Linked DNA regions of Sus scrofa: region 1 is linked to region 2. Evidence: chromatin contacts called from public HiChIP or PLAC-seq data. All regions are on one chromosome and are shown on one strand. Each heading gives the region's core, a stretch centred on a gene start, on an enhancer-like site or on the middle of the called end of the contact. The rest is flanking DNA. Distances are from core to core; before and after follow the strand shown.

Evidence for each region. HiChIP or PLAC-seq counts read pairs in DNA pulled down with a chosen protein or histone mark.
Region 1: an H3K27ac HiChIP or PLAC-seq map of skeletal muscle shows a contact between it and region 2, with 1.7 times the contacts expected there. The contact joins the promoter of LOC110259216 here to the promoter of LSP1 in region 2. A contact is called at or near these places in 2 of 5 promoter capture datasets (fetal liver and fetal skeletal muscle), 4 of 47 Hi-C or Micro-C datasets (all in skeletal muscle) and 2 of 2 datasets of contacts at active chromatin or transcription factors (alveolar macrophages and skeletal muscle).

Annotation. Positions count from the first base shown.
Region 1 is chr2:1,293,968-1,299,548 of Sscrofa11.1, forward strand. LOC110259216 (proline-rich protein 33-like) reads right to left here and starts at 3,714. Exons shown (of 2, transcript XM_021082606.1): 1 at 3,468-3,714; 2 at 1-288. It overlaps LSP1 (lymphocyte-specific protein 1), which reads left to right. Exons shown (of 11, transcript XM_021082603.1): 11 at 1,316-1,924. It also overlaps a transcript of TNNT3 not described here.
Region 2 is chr2:1,258,288-1,263,740 of Sscrofa11.1, forward strand. LSP1 (lymphocyte-specific protein 1) reads left to right here and starts at 3,670. Exons shown (of 11, transcript XM_021082603.1): 1 at 3,670-3,894. The coding sequence starts at 3,827.

The sequences.
Region 1 (5,581 bases), core at 2,464-4,963, 36 kb after region 2:
GCAGGGGGGCCTCCGCTTGCGGGGCCTGGGCTGGGCATGGGGCTGGGGTCTCCGGGTCGTGGCTGGCCTCGCTCACGGGGGACAGGGCGGTGCGGAAGGCCGCGGGAGGGGCAGCGGGCCCAGCCCTGCCCATCCTCTTCCGGGCCGCCTTCCTCAGGAGCTTCTGCAGACGCAAGTTGTCCTTCCCAGGCTTGGGCAGCAGGGGCGGGGGGGCCCGGGGGAGCCCTGGGGGCCCGGGCCCGCCGTCTCAGGGGCCACGGAGGCGGCCGAGATGAGCATCACTGCGCCCTAGGGCGAGAGGGACAGCGTGAGCCCAGCCCTCCTCCCCCCCAGGCCGCCTCCCCACGGGGGGCACACGGCCCCCTTGGGGGGCAGGGGTCCAAGGCCCAGCGGGGCCGCAGCCTGACCCTCAGGATCCCCGCCCCAGGAGCCCGGCCCCCGAGCGCTTGGCCCCTGCGAGGTGCATGCTAGGTCTGCGTCCTCAACGGTCGGGGGCAGCTCCGCCATCGCCCAGTTTAGAAATGAGCCACCGAGGCCCGAGGCGCCTGGCGGGTGACAGGCCAGGGCTGGCACCCGGCTCCAGGCCCCGATGTGCGCCGAGCCGGCCCGGAGACCCACGGGCGAGCGCCAAGTGGGAGGCACGTGCTGGGCCGGCCGCCCGCGAGGACAGGAAGAGCGCCTGCCGCAAACGTGAGGGCCGCCTGGCCGTCGCCGGCCTGACCACAGGCGCGTCCGCTGCGGGCCAGCGGCGAGGGGGCGGCCAGGGGCTGGGGGCTGGGGCTGCATCATCAGAGGTAGATGGGGGGGAGGCGGGAGCGGTTTTCGCTGAGCTCCGCTAAGTGGGAGGTTCCCGCAGACATCCTGGCAGGGTGGTCCTGGCCAGGCCACACGCCCTGGTTTCTGGGCGCCACGTGCTTGCAAGGACGTTGACAGATGGTGGCTGGGCCGAGCCGGGGCCGGCGGTCGGGGGAGGAGGGGCCTGGGGCTGCGGCCGTGGGGGCCGGCCCTGTCAGGCAGGGGCCGATCTGCCTGTGGAGGGGCCCGAGGGGACTGTGGGCCTCGCTCCGGGCGGCAGCCACCCCTGGGGGGGCCGCAACCCCAGGAGCAGCGGGGACCCTGGGTCTAGCCTGGGGGGCTGCCAGGCTAGCAGGGAAACTGGTGGTGGGCAGTGTCTCTGCACCCTGCGTCCCCAGCAGGGCCCGGCACTGGGGCACCAGGGCAGGAGGCAGGCTTCCAGGCTGGTGGCGGACCCAGAGAGACCAGGACCCTCCTCGGATGAGAGCCTAACCCCCCCCCCACCATGCCTGTGTTCCAGCTTTCTGGAGACCGCTGGTACCACGGGCAGGCTGGCGGCACCACCTCACTCCGGATCCACGCGCCTAGGAGCGGGGCTGGCCAGACGCCCCCAGCTCTGCTCTGCTGCTTCTCACAGCCCGCCCAGTCCACCCACGCCACCCACCGACAGCCGCCACCACGGCCACCTCTCGCTCCTGGACTCCCAGCCTCACCCTCTCGCAGCGCAGGAAAGGAAGGAACCCTGACTGCCGGTCGCTAAGGGGCGGCCCCCAGAGAAGAAGCCACGAGCCCCCCGGGAGGGCACGTGCCGGGGCCTCCGGGTCAAGAGCCACCAACCTCTGTGCTGCCCCCCCGCCCCGCCCGCCCGCCCGCTTACGGCCCCTCCAATCTGCGCAGTAAACCTCCATGTGTCTCCACATGCTGGCTCTGGGGTCACCTGTGGGGGCCATTCCTCCTATACAGTGGGCGGCCCGGGCCTCTGCCCTGTCCAGGGGCCCCTGTGTGTGAGACTCTGGGGTCCGAGGTGTGTGGTTGGGGTGCAAGTGACGGGGGGTTTCTGTTCTCTGCCAGGATGTCTGTGGCCCTCGCCCCCACGCCAGGCCCATTATAAACCCTACAGACCCTGGAACAGTGTGCACTTCTGATCTGGGCGCTAGACTGTGCACCCTCGGGGACGAGACCCCCCGTGGAGTCACTCTCATCCTGCGCCAGGTGCTCAGGGAGACGGGCGGAGGGTGGGGATGGATGGGAGGGTGGTGGGGAGACGGGAGCGGGTGGGGGAGAGGAGGACGGCGGGCGAAGGTCACGGACAGGCAGTCGGACCAAGGCACGGCGTGGGCGGTGGGCAGAGGGCTGTCGAGGGGGCGGCTGGCAGGGACCAGGCCGTGGCCGCGAGCACGCGGAGAGCGTGGACGTGCGGCCGGTGGGTGGGCCGCGTGCTGGGGGGAGCCGGGCCGTCGTCCCCAGTCCGCCCTCCTCTTTCCGCCTGTGGACAGGCCCCGCTGCCCTCAGGGTCGGGGCACCCCCTCCCAAAAGCAGGCCCCCCCCCCCGGGCCCCTGGCGTTCTCGACCTGGGCCCGCTCAGAACCCGGCTTCTGAAAGGGCCATCTGCCTGCCTCCAGAAGGGGAGAGCCAGCTGGGCAGCTTGTGTCCACTGTGGCCCACCTCGGGGGTGTGTCCAGGGCCACTCTGCCAGCAGGGGCGCATCTCCCCGGGGGCAGGTCTTCTCACACTCCCACCTGGCTGAGTGGGACATCAGCTGAGGGCAGCAGGCAGAGACAGCCACGTGGTCCATGGCTGGGAGGTGAGCTGCCACCAGGCTGGACGGCCCTGGCGGGGGGCAGGTGTGGGTGTGGTGGTGCCAGTGACGCAGCTCTGAGCCACCCCAGCCCCTCTCAGTGTCCCCGGCTCCCAGCCTGGCCTCGGGGACCAGGACCGAGGGTTTGTGTCCTCTGCTGTGATATCCCGCCCCTGCCTTGCAGAACCTGAGGGTCGGGGCCTGGCCACTGCAGAGGCCCAGAGGGGCCTCTGCCACCTGCCAGGGTGCCTGAGGGCCCCTGCCAGACGCCCACCTGCTCCCCGGCTCCGGGCACTGAATGCCCATCCCTTACAGAGCCGGCAGGTGATTGATCAGCCCTGCAGGAGCTCGCAGGGCGAGTGTGGTGGCAGCTGCGTGGGGCTGGGAGAGGCTCACCCTCAAAGTGCTGCGCCAGCAGCTTCTATCTGCGGCCTGGCAGAGCCCGAGCCGTGGAGCTCAGGCTGGCACCAGCACCGGTGCCCGGGTCAGCTCAGGGATACCAGGCGAGGTTCAAGGTCCCTGGACCCTGCCACCCCTCGCCATGCACACCCAGACTGAGGGGCCCCTGCCCTCCCCCACCACCCTGGGGGTCCCCCCGCAGAAACCCGGAGTCAAGACTCTGGAGGCTGGTCCCCCGTGGCCGCCTCCTTGCTCTGTGGCTCCCTTCAGCTCTGCAGACCTGAGAAGCCCCCCCCAGCCCCGATCCCTGGGAAGAGGCCCTGACCAGTCAGCCCTCGAACCCTTCCTGGGGTTGAGCTCAGTGCCCACCCTCAGCCAGGCTGGACCCCCTCCGGCCCCTGGGGAGGCTCCTGCCCTGCCCCCCTCTCCCCCCACCTCAGTCCAGCCAGGCCAGGTGGACCGGGGTATGGATTACCTGTCGCAGGCCTTCCGCAGCCGGTGGCCCGTCCAGCAGCACCGGCTCGATGCTGTCCGGTCGCACCGCGGGCCTGGTGCCCCGAGGGGAGAGGTCGCCGATGCCCGAAATAAAACCTGCCCCGCTCTGACCTCAGTGCCCTCTCTCTGGCTTGGCCCACTCAGGGGAGAGCACCTGCCAGAGGCCGAAGCCACTGAGCAGGCAGCCACCCTCCTCTGCTGGCCGAGCGGGGCCACTGCAGGGCCTCTTGAGTGCCAGCCGTGGGCGCAGCCCCCAAGAACACCGTGGGCCTGGGCGGGGTGCGACCAGCAGCCCCCAGGAGCGTGACATCCACAGGCAGCGGGCTGGGCTCGCCCAGGGCTCCCCAGGCCAGAAGCTGCCTGCTGGGCTTGGCCCACCTGTGTACCTGCATCCGTATGTTGCAGGACTGGGCCTGGGGGTGGGTGGCGGTCCTCCGTCAACAGCGCGAAAGGAGCGACAGCCCAGGAGCTGCTCGGGGCCCTTTTCAGAAGTGTCTCTACTTCCCTGGACAGGAAGTTGGTCAGAGTTGGCCGAGGATCGGGGTTGCATGTGGCCCCCCCAGACCTGTTCCCACCGAGGCCCAGGATGGGAGGACAGGTGCAGGAAGGCAGGAACAGCCTGGAGCCCAGGGAGGCGGGCTGGGAGCTCTGTCCTGCCCAGGGCCCTGCCTCCTCTGCTGTGTGACGGCAGGCACGCCCTGCCTACCTGGGGTCCCTCTGGCCTTATCTCTGACCTGTGGAAATTGGCCGAGGTGCCAGGGGAAACCTTCCAGAAGCTTCTGAGGGCCCAGAGCAGGCGCAGAGACTGGGAAGGGGGAGCTGGGGTTGGGAGGCGAGCCAGCCATTCCGATAACCCGGGCCTGGAGTCGCCAGAGTCCCCAGGACTGACCCCTGTCCTGCGCCCTGCCCACCTGCTGTGGCTCTGCATCAGGCCAGTCCATGGACCCACTATCCATGCTCGGCCAGCACCTCACCTGGAACCTTCCAGGTCTGAGGATGGTGTGGGCTGCCCAGTCTCCCTCACCCAAAGGGTGCGGCTGCAGGGGCTCCTGGCCTCCCTGGAAGCGCAGGGACCATGGGAAGCCCTGGGTGAGGTGTCTGCTGGTTGGATGGTGGCACCTGTATTCCTATGGAAAGAAAGACTGAGCTCCCTGGCACACAGTGGGCAGTGGGCAGCACTCGGACCCCGCCTGGGGGCAAGAGAGGCCAGCAGGGTCTGGACCCCCAAACAGGGAGCTCCCAGGCCGACCGAAGAGGTGTGGCCCCTGGTGTTGGAAGCAGCTCCACTGGGGGGAGGCCAGGTATCCAGCCATCAGACTTGGCTTTCAATTTTCTTGCTCGTTTATGCTCCTGTCCCAGCGTCATCACCCAGGAACCAGGTCTGGCTACTAAGTGGGACTCAGAGGGCCTGGCTGGGACTCGCAGGGTTCTCCATTCCATGGGGGTCTCGGCGACCTGGGGCCGCTCCCTCTGATGGGTGGCCGGGGCCCTGGGGCGCGTAGGATGCAGCCTGGCTGGGCGGACCCCTTTCCTGGGCAGACCCCCTCAGAGGGGTGGGGGCAGCTGCCTCTGAGGACCCCACACCAGCCAGGCCCAAGGAGAGAGCTGGGCTGCACCCCCAGGGCCACCCAACACCTCCCTGCCCCTCCTCAGCCTGTCAGGGATGTGCCCACTGTCGGGGGGGGGGCGTTAAAAATAGCAGCTGACACTTCCCAGGGAGGAGGGCAGCCTTCGCCTCCTCCAGACACGTCGAGCCATCCTCCTCCTTGGGCCTCCTCCTCTGCTATTCCTATACTTGGTAAGGGGCCTCATGGCACGGCCCCCTTCTGCCCACCCCACGCGCCCAGCCATCCAGCCCCTGGCCAATGGGCTGCCAGCAAAGATCGAATGTCACTATAACATGAGGGCGAGCGGCCGAGCGGGCAGTGCCTGAGCCGGTCCTGTCCACAGGGAGCTCCTGCCCGTTTCTCCAGAACCAGCCCCAGGTCAGTGCAGCTGCGAGCAGCCCCCGGGGCCCACCGTGTGCGGGCTGGCCTGGGCGCGGCCCGGGGTCCCAGGGTGGACCCTGTTCCAGGACGCCACGCCTCTCCACTC
Region 2 (5,453 bases), core at 2,420-4,919:
GGCTGGCCCCTCCCGAGGCCTCTCTCCTGGGCGTGTGGACGGCCGTCGGCCCCCCTGTCCTCGCAGGGCCGTCCCTCTGTGCGTGCCTGTGTCCCGACCTCTTCCTCTAAGGACACCCGTTATATAGGATTAGGGTCCCACCCCGGCGACCTCATCTTGATCATCTGCAAAGTTGCTCTTCCTTTTTTTTTTGGCCACGCCAGCAACAAGCAGAATTCCCGGGCCAGGGACCCAGCCTGCGCCGCAGCAGGGACAATGCTGGGTCTTTAGTCCGCTGAGCCACCAGGGAACTCCAGAGACCCTATTTCTTAACAAGGTCGCAGAACCTGGGAATTGGTGGGGACACCACGAGGCCGTGGCCCTGCGCGCTCCCCAGGCGGCTCCGTCGTTATCTTCAGACCCTCAGCGTTTCCCTCCTGGGTCCCCCAGGTGCCCTCGTCCTCTGTCTGCCTTTCCCAACCCGCAGGGACCCCGGCTAGCCCCCAGATCGCTCCGCGTTCCAACCCTTGGCCACCCACCCTCTTCCCGCTGCCCGCCGGTCTCAGGCCTCTGCTGGCCGACGGGAACCCTCAGTGCCACAGCCCTTCGGACAGGCCTCTCCTCCGGCCTGGCCTCTTGGTGCCCACCTTTCCCTGTTCCTGACTCCTCCCACTCTCTCCCACCCCACCCCCAGCATCCGGTCACCCAGTGTCGCTCAAGGCTGGGGTCCCGACACCACTCTCCCTGTTGAGGCCACCTGTCCTTGGACCCAGCTGCCCCTGGACTGTCCACCTTAATGTCCTACAGGCAGCCCAGAGTCTGTGTGTCTCTTGTCCCTCTGTCCCCGTCTGCCTTGCGCAGACCTCCTCGCAGCGCCCCAGGCCTGCGCCCCTCAGCTCTGAGCCCAGGGCTGGAAGCGCCCGGCTGTCCTCCCGCAGAGCTTTCTTCGTCCTGGCCTCCGGTCAGCTCGTTGCTGTGTCGCTGGACGTGGCACCGGGCCTGGGCCCAAGGCGGGGATGAAGTGGTCTCCGCCCTTCCAAGGGCCGCCCTGAAGTTCAAGTGACGGAGGCCAAGGGTGCGTGCCTGCTTCCTGGGGGGGCCCTGGGTGCCCCCGAGGAAGGCCCTGCTCTGCTCCAGCTGCCGCCCAGCGGGGCACAGGGGCCCTCGCCGTGCCCTGCGCAGCTGGATGGGTGCTGGCTCTCCCAGCGATGCCTCAGGCTCGGCCCATGCCTGCTGGTCCACGCCGACCGGAGGGAGAGGCGGGGCCCTGTGAGACAGGCGGGGCCGGGGGGCGCTGTTTGGTTCTCAGGTGTAAGAGTCTTTGGGTCGCAGGTTAAATTGGGGCAGGTGGCGGCGGGGAGGCTGGAGACGGCAGCGAGACGGCCCTGGGGTCTGGGGAGAACCGAACCTCAGCTCAGGCGCTGGAACTTGGCGGAGGGGGGACGGGGCCAGACCGAGAGCGGACGATTCCTCTGAGAAGCGGCGGGTGAGGATGAGGGGGGAGCCCCGGGGTGACCATGCGAGCTGCATCTGAGCTCCCTGGGGCCCTCGGGTCCCCTGGAGCTCCCTGGGGCGTGGCCGCCACACGCTGCCATCTGTGCTCTTGGAGAACGGGCATCCCCAACTCTTTGGCTCTTTGCAGGACCCACAGCAGGAGGGAGGGTTTCAGGGTCACGGGGCAGCCACAGCAAAGCCCCACAGACGGCCGGTTGGAACAGCCGCTGCTCAGGCCTCGCGGCCCTGGAGGCCGGAAGTGGGCCCAGGTGTCGCAGGAGGGAGAGGCCGCTCCGGGCCCCTCCCCCGGCTTCTGGTGGTTTCCTGGGGATCTTTGGTTTGCAGAAGCACCGCCCCATCTTGCCTCCATCCTCCCGCGGCGTCTCCCGCACGCACGTCTGTCTCCAGGTTTCCCCTTTTCATAAGCGCGGCAGTCACGCCGGCTCAGGGTCCACCCAGTGGCCTCGTCTCCCCTCGGGACTTCTGCCTCGACCCCTGTTTCCAAATAAGGTTGCGTTCTGAGGCGATGGGACAGCCTGTGCGTTTGGGGAACACAGTTCACTCATAACAGGAGGACCAGGGGCTTCTGGGTCTGGGAGGATGTGACCATGGGCCCGGGGAGAGAGGCGCGGCTTCGAGCCCGGGATCAGGCGGGCGTCTGCAGGGCTCAGGAGGAGAGCGGAAAGGTGCTTGGCCGGGCGGGCTAGGCCTTCGAGGCCCGTCCAGGGCCTCGGAGTTTACCCTTCAGGCAGAGCCTGCTCTGCGGGCCTGGAAGGCCCCACACCTGGCTTCAGGCCCCACTGACTCCCTCTTGGAATTCCTAATAGCTTCTGAACCAGAGGTCCCCAATTTTCGTCTCACACGGGGCCTCACCCGTGGGGCGGGGGCACCCAGGCCACCCAGCCCACCCAGCCCCTGCCTGTTCTCCCCCACCCCGTGAGGCCCCGGAACTTCCCAGCTGTGATGCTGGGCTGACCTCACCCAAAGCCAGAGGACGGTCCTGGACGGCAGGTGGACCCAGGTCGCACCCGCTGACCGGATGCCTGGAGATGCCGGCCCCGCCCGGCTGGACGTCCAACCCCATGTCCGAGCTGGACAGCGGGTGGCCCGAGGAACCGTAGAAGGGGCAGCAAACCCGAGCTCATGGGACAAGGCCCGAGGGGCCCCTCTGTGGCCTGGATGCAGCCTGGCCTGGCCGTCCAAGCTTCTCCTGCAGGGTGAGCCGAAGGCTCCTTGGTGCCTGTGGTCAGGGAAGAGGGGCTTGTCACCTCCCAGGTCGGCTTGTCCCCAGGTGGGGCTCATCCTGATGGACAAACTGCCCTGGGCCTCAGGGCCTCCTTCCGGGTGGCCTCAGGCCCACTGCGGGCCAGGGCTTGGCAGGCTGGCCGGCCTCCCCCTTCCCTGCTCATGTGCCTGGGTATTAACCTGCATCTTGCTACTTCCACGGCTGCCCCCAGCTTGAATTAAGGGTGACAACTCAGGGCCCCCAGCTTTGGGTTCTGGCCCCCCAACGGCCCATCTCCCCTTCCCGATTTCCCAGCCCCTGGTCCGGCCGCTCCCAGAGTGGGGGGCCACGCAGCACGAAATGGCCTCCATCTGTCCCCCATCCTGCTGGTGCCTCCTGGGGAGCTCCTGGGCCCCTGCCCTCCAGAGCCTGGGGACCAACCACCCGTGTGGTCAGTTCTGAGCTGCTTGAGCATGGCAGGGGGCAGGGGGCAGGGGGCGGGGGGTGGCAAAGTCGAGGGACAGAGGAAAGGCCAGGGACCCCAACAGTTGCAAAGAGTAAAGAGAGCGCTAAGAATGGAGGTGAGGCCTGCAGGTGGGGGGCTGCTCATGCTGGGCCCCAGAAATCGCCCAGAGAGCAGGGACCTGCGAGGGGGGCTGGGTACCCGCCCACCGCCTGGGGAGCCCTCCCAGAACACCGCCACTGGGGAGGCCGCCATGCTTAATGCTGAGGCTATGGGGCCAAGACAGTGTCCTGTGCTTGGGACTCTACCTGCTTCACACGGGTGGACTCTGAGGCTGGGGCCACAGGGACCCTGGAGGAGCGTGGGGGGGCTCGCGGTGCGGGTCCCCCAACCCTGCCTCTGTAAGGTCCCTCTCTGCCCTCCAGGCCCCGGCGACTTGCCTAATGCTTCCTGATGGCTGGTTTTTTGTTTTTTTTTTTCCTCTCCTGTTGCAGCAACAGATTAGAAAACAACACCCCAGCCCAAGCCCCAAGATGGTCCAAACGTCAACCTGCTGCGGAAGAGGGAAGTGAAACCTGCTGGGGGTGGGGCCCGGCCCGCCGCCCCAGGAAGCGCCGCGAGCCGCAGTGCACACGCAAGGCCGAGGCCCGCCGGACGCCGAGCCCATGGCGGAGGCGCCCAGCCACCCCGACTCTGAGGAGCAGCAGGAGCTGCTGGTGGAAGAAGGCTCAGGGTAAGGCCCTCGGCCAGGCCTCGGGCAGGCCGCCTTCTGCCGCGGTCTCTGTAATTACCCTGGGGGCGGGGGAGGGATGCGCAAACCAGAGGTCCCTCGACGGCACCCCAGGGGCTCAGGGGAGGCACGCAGGCTGCAGGGCCCCGTCTTGGCACCCTGTCTCACCCCAGGCCGGGGAGAGGTCTCCTCTGTCTGCCCCTGCATCTGGGCCTCCCTGGGAGAGGCCGGGCTCCCCACCAGCTAGTGGGGTGCACACCCAGGACAAAGAGGCCGGGACGCCTGGTAGGGAGCCCAGGACACAGCCTGGACACCCGGGGAAGAGGCCAGGCCTTGGGCAGACAGGGCTGAAGCTGGGGAAGCCTGGCCAAGAGCAGACCCGTGGCCTCGGGACCCTCAAAGCCTGTGCTTGGGGCCCAGCTGGCCCCTCCCCCAGGCTGCCCTCCCAGCAGTGAGGGCGGAGGCCGAGGAGGAGGGCAGGCGCGGAGCGCGGGCGGGCACAGCTGGTCGGCTGCGGGACGCGAGTGGACATCAGCTGAGGCCATGTGTGGGTGGCCAGTGAAAAGGGTCACCTGTGTGGCCACGGCCAGAGCTGGGCAGAGAAACTGTGTGACCCAGGCCTCCTCGGGAAGCCTCTGCGAGCCTGTGCAGGGGCAGAGGGACCGGTCTCTGGCTGGAGGAAGGGCTGGCGATGGGCAGGTGCCCAGGCTGAGCCTCGCCCTGGGCGGAGCTGGACTTGGGGATGGACAGATGTCGTGACAGGGATGTGGAGCCCTCTGGAGAGAGAGGCCGCCGGCCCCGGAGCAGGACGGGGGCGCTGCTGCCCAGGCGATGGAAGGGAAGCAGCAGGGGCCCCAAGACCGGAGGGAGGGGTGAGACACCCACAGGATGGAGACGGGCCACCCAGGGCCGACTCCCACCTGCCCCAGAGCTGCTGCTGGGGGAGGGGGGACGCACCAGGACCCCCGCCTGAGCGGCCATGTGGGGAGGGCTCCGCACAGCCTCGGAGTTGACTTGAAAAGTGGATTCTGACCCCAGCTCTTCTGCCGGAGGTCCTTGACTCTGTGATGTCTAGGGGAAGGATGCAGGTGCCTGCGGGGGGAGGGGTGTGTGTGTGTGTGCCTCTGTGTGTGCACATGTGTGTGCCTCTGTGTGTGCTGTGTGTGTCCCTGTGTGCATGGCTCTGTGTGCCTGTGTCCCTGCGTGTGTGCTGTGTGTGTGCCTGCGTGCGTGTGAGAGGCTGGGGTGGGAGGCCCTCTTCTTGCTGTATCCCCTGTGGGGCACTGGTGTGGGGGATGCAGGGCTGAGTGCCGGGGAGGGGGAGGCCGGGCAGCGGCTGGGCAGTTGGGGTTTGGTTGGGCTGAGTGTGCCCCCTAAGGGTTGTCGGGGGCTGAGTGGGAGGGAGGGCAGCACGGCCGGGCTGTGGGCCCCAAGGAGGTGGCCTCGTCCTCCCAGGCAGGCAGGTCACTTCATGTGCAGCAGGTGACTGGGCAACAGCTGTGTCCTTGCTCAGAAATGGCGCCTCACGTCAGCGCCGTCTGAGCCCTGGGCCCCTCCAGTCA